Regions from separate parts of the Gossypium hirsutum genome. Here regions 1 and 3 are each linked to region 2. The links are chromatin contacts, called in public Hi-C maps. All regions are on one chromosome and are shown on one strand. The core of a region is the stretch at or near the end of the contact, and the rest is flanking DNA. Distances in the headings are between cores, read along the strand shown. Region 1 holds the start of LOC107893945 (protein ROLLING AND ERECT LEAF 2). Region 2 has its middle 76 kb from the start of LOC121231128. Region 3 holds the start of LOC107896416 (proline-rich receptor-like protein kinase PERK3).

The links. A called contact is a pair of places that touch in the nucleus more often than the background predicts.
Region 1: a Hi-C map of hypocotyl shows a contact between it and region 2, with 4 times the contacts expected there. The contact joins the promoter of LOC107893945 here to the enhancer-like site in region 2. A contact is called at or near these places in 8 of 34 Hi-C or Micro-C datasets (callus, fibers, hypocotyl and 2 more).
Region 3: a contact with region 2 is called in a Hi-C map of leaf, with 4 times the contacts expected there. The contact joins the promoter of LOC107896416 here to the enhancer-like site in region 2. A contact is called at or near these places in 5 of 34 Hi-C or Micro-C datasets (leaf and petal).

The regions. Positions count from the first base shown.
Region 1 is chrA06:34,605,732-34,609,127 of Gossypium_hirsutum_v2.1, reverse strand. It overlaps LOC107893945 (protein ROLLING AND ERECT LEAF 2), which reads left to right and starts at 2,078. Exons shown (of 4, transcript XM_016819105.2): 1 at 2,078-3,396. The coding sequence starts at 2,434. LOC107893944 reads left to right here. Exons shown (of 3, transcript XM_016819104.2): 3 at 186-475. The coding sequence ends at 298.
Region 2 is chrA06:34,880,523-34,884,353 of Gossypium_hirsutum_v2.1, reverse strand. No RefSeq gene overlaps it. Among protein-coding and RNA genes, the nearest start is that of LOC121231128, 76 kb to the right of the region's middle. Within about 2 kb of position 1,578, at least 9 of the 9 cell types and tissues checked have an H3K27ac peak or open chromatin away from gene starts, as enhancers often do. A contact at or near this core is called in fibers, hypocotyl and leaf, where this site is marked.
Region 3 is chrA06:35,284,312-35,287,644 of Gossypium_hirsutum_v2.1, reverse strand. LOC107896416 (proline-rich receptor-like protein kinase PERK3) reads right to left here and starts at 1,549. Exons shown (of 8, transcript XM_041115633.1): 1 at 412-1,549; 2 at 1-319. The coding sequence starts at 1,435.

The DNA of each region.
Region 1 (3,396 bases), core at 829-3,328, 280 kb after region 2:
TTGCTTGCCATTGATGTATGGTGTTAAGATGTTCTTTTTTTGCTTCATGGGAAAAATAAGTTGATGTCTTTTTATGTCATATTTTTCCTAGTTGCTAAGAGTAACTCCTCTTTATCATAGTTGTATGCTTGTTGAATCATATTGAAATGCTAGATACTTAACTGACTGAACTTGTTTGAATGTAGGAACTACAGTTCCATCAAACACCACTACTGCAATTCTTGCTGCTCCCAATTTGTCGAATCCCATGGCTACAGTTGTTGGTGCTGCTTCAAACCCATTAACCTATAATTTGTAGTTGAATTTGAATTATGATCCAAAATGCAACATATCAATGATGAAATACGGCGATGCATCTGCTTGAATTTCTCTGTCTAGTTGGCCTTTTAAGTCCCTTCTGATCTGGTATCCTTGGAAAATTATTTGTTTTGCACTCTTGGCATTTTAATATCATATTAGAATAACTAGTTTATAACTTTGGAGTAATGATTCATTGTAATTTTACCCATTTTTATATATTTCTTTAATTTTTTAATTCATCACAAGGTTCATGCCATAGGGGCAAAGCTAAAATCAAAAAATAAAAAAGAACCTCATTGAGGAAGAAAATTCAGAGAATAAGGTAAGAAAACCAAAAAATATAGCAACTGAGAGAATATACAGAGCTATGTTTCTCCGACTCTTCATTTTGCTTGAAGGATCCCTTTTTTATACCCCTGTCAGAGTATTCATTTTTCTTAAAGTATCTGGTTTCAACACCCATGCCCGACGATGAAAGAACCTCTTTGAGAAAGTTATACAATAGATTTATTATATAAATTATTTTAAATTATATAAATTCATATAAGAAAATTTATTATCAATAATTTTATGAAATTATATCTTATTAAATTATATGTAATAATAATTATTTTAAATTATACAAATTCATATAAGATAATTTATTATCAATAATTTTATGAAATTATATCTTATTAAATTATATGTAATAATAATTATTTTAAATTATACAAATTCATATAAGATAATTTATTAGTTATAATTATTTTAAATTTTATTAAATCATATATTTTAATTAAAATATATTTAATATTAATCATTTCAAATTATCTTTTATAGTATCATATATTATGATTTGAGTAAATTCATATAAGAATATTAATTATTAAGAATTTTATTAAATTATATATTTTAATTATAATATATTTAATATATTTAATAATAATTATGTTTAAATATGATTAAATTATTTATTTTTGATAATAAATAATCTTATTAAAATTTAAATAACAATAACAATAATCATTTACCAAAACAAATTTATGCTAAGGGTATTCTGGTCATTTTAGTTTTCTCCATTATGCTATTACACCTCTATTACATTCAACCAAACACAGTTTTACTATTACGCCTCTATTCCATTACATTCAACCAAACAGTTGATTTGCTATTACACCTCTATTCCATTACACCTCTAATCCAATACACCTCTAATCCAATACAGCGAACCAAACGTGACCTTAGATTTCGACATGTTTTTTTTTTATTGTTAAACTCCGATTCAAAATTCATGTATTATTTATGTTAAAAATAGTTATCTTCATTCTTTTAGATAACTATTCTTTTAGATATTACAAATCAAAGTTATCTTAAAGAAGTATAATAAAATTAGTTTAAAATGTGTCACAAGTATATGTAATTCTTAAAAATTGAGAATTTAATCTTTATATTTTTATTTTATAAAATTTAATCTCTCTATTTTTTAAATTTTAAAATTCAGATTTAACTATTAAACATTATTAAATTTTTTTTGTTAAATTCAAGTTAACTACAAAATTTTTTTTAGTTACATGACTATTAAGTGAGTTTTTTATTTTAAAAATATCATAACAATGAATTTAACAAAAATTTTAACATTATTAATAATTAGACCTAAATTTTAAAATCTAAAAAATAAAAAAAAAACTAAATTCTATTAAATTTAAGCACATGCACTAAATTCTTAATTTTCAAAAAGTAGAATTACTTGTCGCATATCTTAACCATAAAAATAATATAGGGAGTAAAAGTAGAAGTAAACCATCTATATCAGCAATAAAACGCCGTCGTGAAACGTTATTGCATTTTTTTTTATAAAATAATGTGACCGTTAATTTAAAAATATAGAGAAAAGGACAGCGAGTACAAACGCATATACCCCACTCTCATCACTCTCTTTGCCTCAGCTCTGCGCTGCTCTGCTGCACTGTCTGCCTTTGTCTTCTCCTTTTCTCGTTGTCCTATCCTTGGCAGTATCCCACTCTCAATATTTCTAATCCCCAAACCAAATATCTAAAGATAATAGCCGAAAGAACCACCGCGAACGGCGCAGCATTGGATTTATTTGGCTGTCGGAACCGGTGGTTGCTAACTGGCCAATTGTTTCTGCTAAAAATGGGGTGTGCCCAATCCAGAATAGAGAACGAAGAATCTGTGGTTCGATGCAAGGACCGGAAGAACTTGATGAAAGATGCGGTCTTAGCTCGAAACGCCTTCGCCGCCGGTCACTCTGGGTACGCCATTTCGTTGAAGAACACCGGCGCTGCCTTGAGTGACTACGGTCATGGGGAAGCTGAAGAGCCCCTCGAAGAACAACCACGTGGGATTCCTCCACTTGACTCCACTCCTCAGCCGCCTCCTCCGCCTCCTATGATGGACAACCTTCCTCCACCTCCTCCGCTTCCTAACTTCTCCCCTAGCCCCGCCGCTCCCATCAAACGCGCCCTCAGCATGCCAGAAATGCCCATCAAGAGTCGCAAGGAGTTCGATTCTTCACTCGCTATTGAAGAAGAAGAAGAAGAGGAAGAAGAAGAAGAAGAAGAAAATCATGTAGAAAACGAGGCGCTTGAAAAAAATCACAATGAAGGTCTCAGAAAAGACTCACGAGGGCCTAATAAGGAAGATATGACGGCGTCGACATCGGAGAACAACAATGTGACCCACCCGCCGCCGATGCCGGAAGCTAAACACATGGCTTGGGATTACTTCTTTATGGTCGACAATAACATGCCGGGTCCGAGCTTGGATTTGGACAACAATGACAACGAGACCGAGGTTAGAAATGCTGAACCTTTCGCTAACAATGTAAGTGGTGTGGGGTTTAATAGCCATGGCGGAGCCGATAGTGAGATTGAGCCCAAGACTCCGGAGAGGCCGGAGAAGATGGCGGTGGAGGATGATGTTAAGGGGAAACAACAGGTACAGATGGAGCATTCGAAAACGGCTCCGGCAGATTTCAGGAGAATGGTGAAGGCCGTTTCTAGTGTGAATTTGATGCTGGTTTTGAATGAGATTGATGACCATTTCTTGAAATGCTCAGAGAGTGCTCAAGAGGTTTCTAAGATGCTGGAGGCTACC
Region 2 (3,831 bases), core at 329-2,828:
AGATTTTAATTTTTACCAATTTCAAACAGTTTCCGTGTCAATCAGTTTAACCCTTTTGTTTGAACCGTTACATTGCTTAATTCTCAGTTTGTCTACTTTGATCATGCTCTAGTAACATTGATTATATCTCCAAATCTTGACAAGATCTAAGTTCAGGGACGAAAATAGATCTAGTTGCCAAGTTCAAAGATCAAAGTAGACAAAAAAATTTACAAGTACCTAAGTGGACCTAATTGCCAAGTTCAGGGGCCAAAACTTATATTATCCGTAAATTTATATACTTTATTTTTAACATAGTTTGATCGTTTATTTTTATAAAATTATTAGTAAATTCAAATTTATAATACCGTTTATTATCGTCAATAAAGAGATGACGCATTTTTAAAAAAAAATAGTTGTAAGCATTAGTTGACATATATTTGCTGTTGATTGAACATAGTTGATTGAATTTTCACATGATATTGATTATGCAGTTGAATAATAGTAAAAAAATTCCACATAATCACTTTAATAGGAGCAAGTAAGGGTGCTAACATTTTGGACTTACTAATATATATCCATAATAAGAGCTGGTAAAACCGGCTTGAGCTTGAAAGGCTGTTTGTGTTGGTCCGAGTCCGAGAAAGCTCGAGCATGAGAAAATCTTAGCCCGAAAAACCAGAGCTCGAGAAATACTCGAGTCTATAAGACTTTGAGTTCGGGACCAATTTGACCTGAGCTTGAGAATAACCTGACTCAAAGTTTTAATTTATAATTAAACAACCATAGACATTAATAATTAATATAGATTTCAATATTAAAAAAATATATAATATTTTTTATGAAAATTTATTCATATGCATGACATATTTATAATAAATTTTTATTAATAGGAAACACAATTAATAGTAATTTTTTATGTTAAATTATAAAGTGAAAATTAAAAATATTAATTTAATATAAAATATTTTTATTACTATGATTATATATGTATAATAAATATATAAAATTAATAGATATTAAAATCTATACTATATAACTATTATTATATTACATAATATATTATATATTATATGATATAACATTATATGACATAGAAGAAGAGCTAACTTTCAAATGTATGAAAAGTATAACGACCTAGAGCATATTTCAAATAATATAATAACAATTAAGAATTAATAATTAATATATAACGTACTTCTATTATATATAATAAAAGATATAATATTACTAGATATTATAATGTTTAATCATTGATGCATATATATCAATTATTAATATATTATATACTATAAGATATAACATTATGTAATATAGTAGGGGGGCCAACTTTGAAATTTATAAAAAATATAGGGACTTAGAGCATATTTCAACCAGTATAATAATAAACAATAATATATGATAATAATTAAAAATATTATGTACTACTCTACTATTATAACATGTGATATAGTATTATTTAGTGAAATAATATTATATATATAACTATAATTATATTATAGACTATAATAAAATATATCATATCTGTAATGGGCCGAATCTACCCAGGCCTAATAACAAAAAATCAAACCCAGATACCCATTTACAATGGGGCCCAATGGCCCAAAACCTAAACCTAAGTTTAGCCAAACAGCCAAACCCTAGCAGTAAGGAGCTCCGCAGCCCTAACCTGCAGCGCCGTACAAGCTTCCAGCGCCTCCGTACGCCGTACACTTCCACGCGCCACGCATACCTGCAAACAGACAAGAAAACAACAGCAAATAGAAACAAAAAACAACGGAATAGCAAATAAAGAGGGCTTGTATTTTCATTTTTGATTATTGTTCGGCTAATAAAACCAAAAAGCCTTTTCATTGTAAAACTATGAACGCACACTACAATACATATATTAAATAGTAGAAAAGAAAAAAAAGAGTGATCTAAAGGTGATTTCAAATTTTTCCCTCTTTTCTGTCAATTTGCTTGCATTATTTTGGCATAGAAAACGAAAAAGGATGCTTGAAACAACACCGATGAAAGCCCTCATGTCTCAGGAATATGGTGATTCGGGCTAGGGTTGTTTTCTCTTGTTTTTCGTCGGATCTCGCCTTGTTTTTGACAGAATAGTACAGGATTTTAAAGTTTCTGTTTTTTTAAAAAAAAGGGGAAAGGAGTACTCTTACCGAATCTTCGTGGGTAAGGCTTTCTTCAGCAAGATCCGATCCCTATTCGTGCACCGTCAGCCATCAAATTGATAGTGGTTTGGGCAGTTGCTTAATGAACCCAAAGAGAATGAAGGGTTCTGTTTCTTTTTTTAAATTAAAAGGTTATTTGTGTTTTGAAAGGAAAATAAATGGGAATATGGATTTTAGCATTAAAATAAGTCTGTGCCTTTTCATTAGAAGTGGGAAATTTGCGCATTAAATCCTTCCTTTTGCGCGATTATTCAATTGTGCCTTATTTGTTTTGCCCTTTTTTTAATTTGGCTCTTTAATTCGTGCGCGTTTCCATTTTAGTCCGCGATACAGTGCTGCGTTTTGGGCTAGGGATATTTGCAATTCTAATCCCCAGACATTCATGCGCCTTGTACATTGATCTTATTTATGATTATTTGTATGTTATTTTGGATTCAATTTTAATTTGGTCTTTCATTTGTATAGTTTGCTAATTTAAAATGCATTTAATATTTTATATGTATTAATCCATGTTAATAATTTTGTTTGTTTACATTTGTATAATTATTTTGAGATTTTTTTTATCTTATTATTTTTACATTGTGCATCCCATTTCTTTAAATATTTTATACATATTTGTATATACATCATTCTTATTAAATTCTTAATCTATAATAAACATTATTTTGAAGTTAACAACATTCTTATTTATTTTTGACAAGATCATCGTTTTAAAATTCTTTTTACATTAAATTATTTTAATACCTCATTATAAAGTTTTAATTTAAATATTTTTATATATTGATACATAAATTATTTTAATAGAGTTTTCTATTTAAAATATTTCTTGATTCATGATTTACTTAATGTTTTTATGTATATATGACACTATTTTGGGAACTTCATTTTTATGTTTATAAAATTATTATTTTGAAATGTTTCTCTATATTATATTATCTTAGTATGTTATTTAGTATTTCTTTAAAATGTTTTTAAGTATAATGGTACTTATATAATTTATAAGCTAACTTAATTTTGTATGCATCATTCATTTCATGCCATTTTTTTTACAAGTAATTATTCTTAAATATATATATATATTTGGTACATATATCTTATCATGTACTCCACCATTCTTTCATATTTTTAAGTTATTGTATATTGTCGTTTTTTAAATGAATTTGTGTTGAAAATGTTTCGCATACTATTTGATTCATATAATTTATTCTATAATATTTATTTCAATGATTATATTTATAGCCTTGGTTTTTTTTTACCTAAATTATTTCAAATTTATCAATTCACCCACTCATATATCATATATATTATGTGTTCATTCGTCTATTTTGAAATTGTCTTATACCACATTGACTTCTAAATTCCATTTTGTCTTGTATATGATCTGTTGATTGATTTATATTGTGCCATATTTATTGTTGTTGTATATTATTTATTCGTTGTTTTATTTTTTATATTAATTGTTTTCGATCCATGCTAAAAAATTTGATCACATTTTTCGTAGAATAGTCGTACTTAATCGTTGGAGTTATCAATTGTGGTTTATTGTACTTTAGGTGTGCATATTATCGCATGTTTATTCTTTTTTAAATGTTTCTTTGAAATACACTAATTATTCTATTCTATTTCAAGTAAAATTAATATGTTTTAAGCTAGTTTTATAACTATTCGTTTAAAAATT
Region 3 (3,333 bases), core at 300-2,799, 400 kb before region 2:
CCTACCAAGGAAACAAGGTGTTTGTGATGCAGTCGGCTAATGGTCTCAACCTCGGCCCGGAATTCACGCTCCCCTTGCCGGCTCCCAGCCTTCAGTTTCTTAACCGCGACGTCTTGTCCGGTCAGCAGACGCCCTTTGTAGACGTAACCGAAACCGCCTTGTCCAATGAGGTTGGATTCGGAGAAACCATTGGTCGCAAGGACTAATTCCTCATAAGTGAAAATGCCACTTGAGGGATTCAATGCGGTATCTGCTGTAACTGTTGCTGAATTGGTGACATTTTGTTGTTTTTGTTGCATTGAAGCAGCAGAAGGGCTATCTAGAAAAACAAACCAAATAAAACATTGAAATTCTATCAGATTTGAGTTTTTAATTAAGATTTGAAACCAATACTAGTTGTATTAAATTCACCTTTTGTGACAGAAGAACATTGTTGAATTTTAGTGTCTGAAGGCTTGTGTTTTCTCCTTCTACCTTTGAAACAAATGCACACTAATGCAAACACAACAAATAGTAGAACTGTAACACCAATGGATGCAACTATAAGCCCAATTGGAGAATGTGGCCTGTGCTTTGTGGCTGCCAAACCTCCTTTGTTCGCTGTTAGCGCTAATGCTGCTGCTGCTGGTGGTGATGGTGGTGGTGGTGAAGGCGGTGGAAAGGCCTGAAAGAATCCTGGAGTGTTAGGAGCTCCGATGGAATGAGAAGCTGCAGGTGGTAGTGGAGGTGGTGTTGATGTTGGTGGCGGTAGAGGTGGAGGCAGTGGAAATGCCCGAAATGGTGTTGGAGTTTTAGGGACCCTAGTAGAACGAGAAGCTGCAGGTGGTGGTGGTGGTGGAAGCACCACAGATGGTGGCCTTGGTGGAGCTGTTGGAAGTGGAGTGGATGGCAAAGGTTTAGATGGCTGTTGAGGAGGTGGAGGAGAAGATTTAGGAAGCAATGGGGAAGGAATAATAACCAATGGTGGTGGTGGGAGGGGGGGAGAAGCTAATGGGGTAATTTTAGTAGCAGCAGCAGGCGGTGTTGGTGAGAGTGGTGGTGGAGAAGTAACAACCGCCGGTGTAGGAGTAGTAACAGGACTTATAGCAACAGCAGCAGGAATTGGAGGTGGGGTTGATATTGGGGCCAAATGGGATGCCAACAAGGGTGGAGGAGAAGCAGAAGCAGGAGTTGGTGGGGGTGGTAGAGGACGCAGAACCACCGGGAGTGGTGGTGGTGGAAGAGGAGGAGGGGAATATAGGGGGGATGATGGAGACAATGAGGGTGTTAACAACATACTGGAATGTAGAGTCCACAACTCCCACATGCAAATCAATGTACAATCAAATGTTTTATCCTCGGAGTAGTGGATTTCATAGCTGGAAAGTGTTGTAGAGAATTTCTTTTTTGTTTTGGTTGCAGAATTTATGATTCCATTTTTACTGACATAAACCATGAAAGGGGTTAAAAGTAAAACCAACCAACTAAACCACTCCAGAAATAAAAGTTGCAGTTTCAAGGCAAATTCCAATACTATATATGTACCTAAGCCTACTCTAATACTAATGGGGGGATTTTAAAATAATAGTAGATGAGAGTCACGGGCACCTCTAAGACCTGGGTCCACCTGTTTCGTTTTTTCTTTTATATATTTTTCATATCATATGTTATATGTAAATGCAAATGCAAATCTTAGAATTATGGAAGTAACAATGTATATTACATTTAAAATATTTATATTATATTAATATAAAATTTTGGTTCAATCGAAAAATTAGTGTTTTACTGATGCTAAATACCACATGTTTAAAATTTAACTATATGCAACTTTTCATTGTTTTGTTAAAATAAAATATTAAACCCCTAAATAATATAATTTATTTTTTAATTATAAAATAATATTTTTGTAATTTCTTTAATCAAGTTGTTGTTTAATTAATTCCTAATACTAATTCAATTATGGTTTTAATAGTAGTATAAATTATCTATGAATCATTATATAAATCACACCAGGTCATATTCTCAAATTTTTTTAAGCCCAAGTTTAAATTAAGTCCAGCCCAATTCAATAGCACTAAATTTAACTTCAACTTTTAATTTGGCACTTGAATTTTTTTTGTCTCTCAATTTTGTACTTGAGTTTAGTTTTATTATTCAACTTGATACCCCAATCAAACATGTAACCTAATGAATATTTGACACATGTGCTCTATTATAAAAATTCCTAAGTACTTCATTGAGACAAAAGAAACTCAAGTATCAAATTAAATAACCTTACCCTACTAAATTGAACATTGAAATCACATTCAATATTTATATATATTTTAATTAAATTCAATTTAAAAAATTTTTAAACTTTTGTAATTGGCTTGTGGTTAAGGGATGTCCACTCATGGAACCCACCTGAGCAAGTAGTGGCTTTTATTTAGGCAATTCCATGTGAACTTAGTGTGTGCATGGGAATGTTCCTACCATGTATGCGTGAGTATTAACTTTCTAACTATACAGTATTGAAAAAATTAGTGCCTTTTTTTCTTTTTCTATTTAAGTGAATTTGAGCAAATCCAAGCCTATTCAGAGGTGAAAACTTCTTGCCCAAGCTCAGCCAATCAGATAAGCCACCCGACCGATGATCAGGGCACTCATAAATGGTTTCTTTACATAACGAAAATAAGAGACCTGAGGGAAAATCAACAGACATGTACATTTTAATCATGTAGACATATCTATACCTACCAAAATGGAGAGCTTATCATTTTTCTCCTCTGCAAAATTTCTTTAATGTCTTCCTACTAGAAAAGGGAAGAGCATCTTTGACATCGAGCCATCAAATGAGGAAATCATTTTGTGCTCAGGAAATGCCAAATTTGGACAAAGCCGACTGGAAAAGAGTTGAGAATACCTGGGATGTACTTTGATAATCAGCTTTGATCTTAATTTGGGCTTTAGCATATGATGTGTTGATTATACATCCTACGAGATAATTAGATGTCGACGACTCCTTTTTTTTGTGCAAAGAAGAAAAACTTTAAGTTCAGGGATTGACCGCCAGATGCAATGCAGTGGATGGAATGGCTTTGCATGTGCCGAACAAGAGCTTGAGGAGCCATCAGTGCCACGATTCCTTGAGGCTTACTGAGGGCTCCTGGACAGATTACATGACACGATGAGTTCCAAGAAAGTTGCACATAATCGCATATATAAGCAAAGCTTTCCCAAATATCAAGAATGGCATAATGGAGAACACATGGTTTCCACTCTAGGGCCCATCTAGGAAAGGCCTAAAAGTTCTGTCTTTATAGGAGTATCCATAAGAAGGGTCTGTAAGATCGAATCCAGTGGCAATTGCAATTC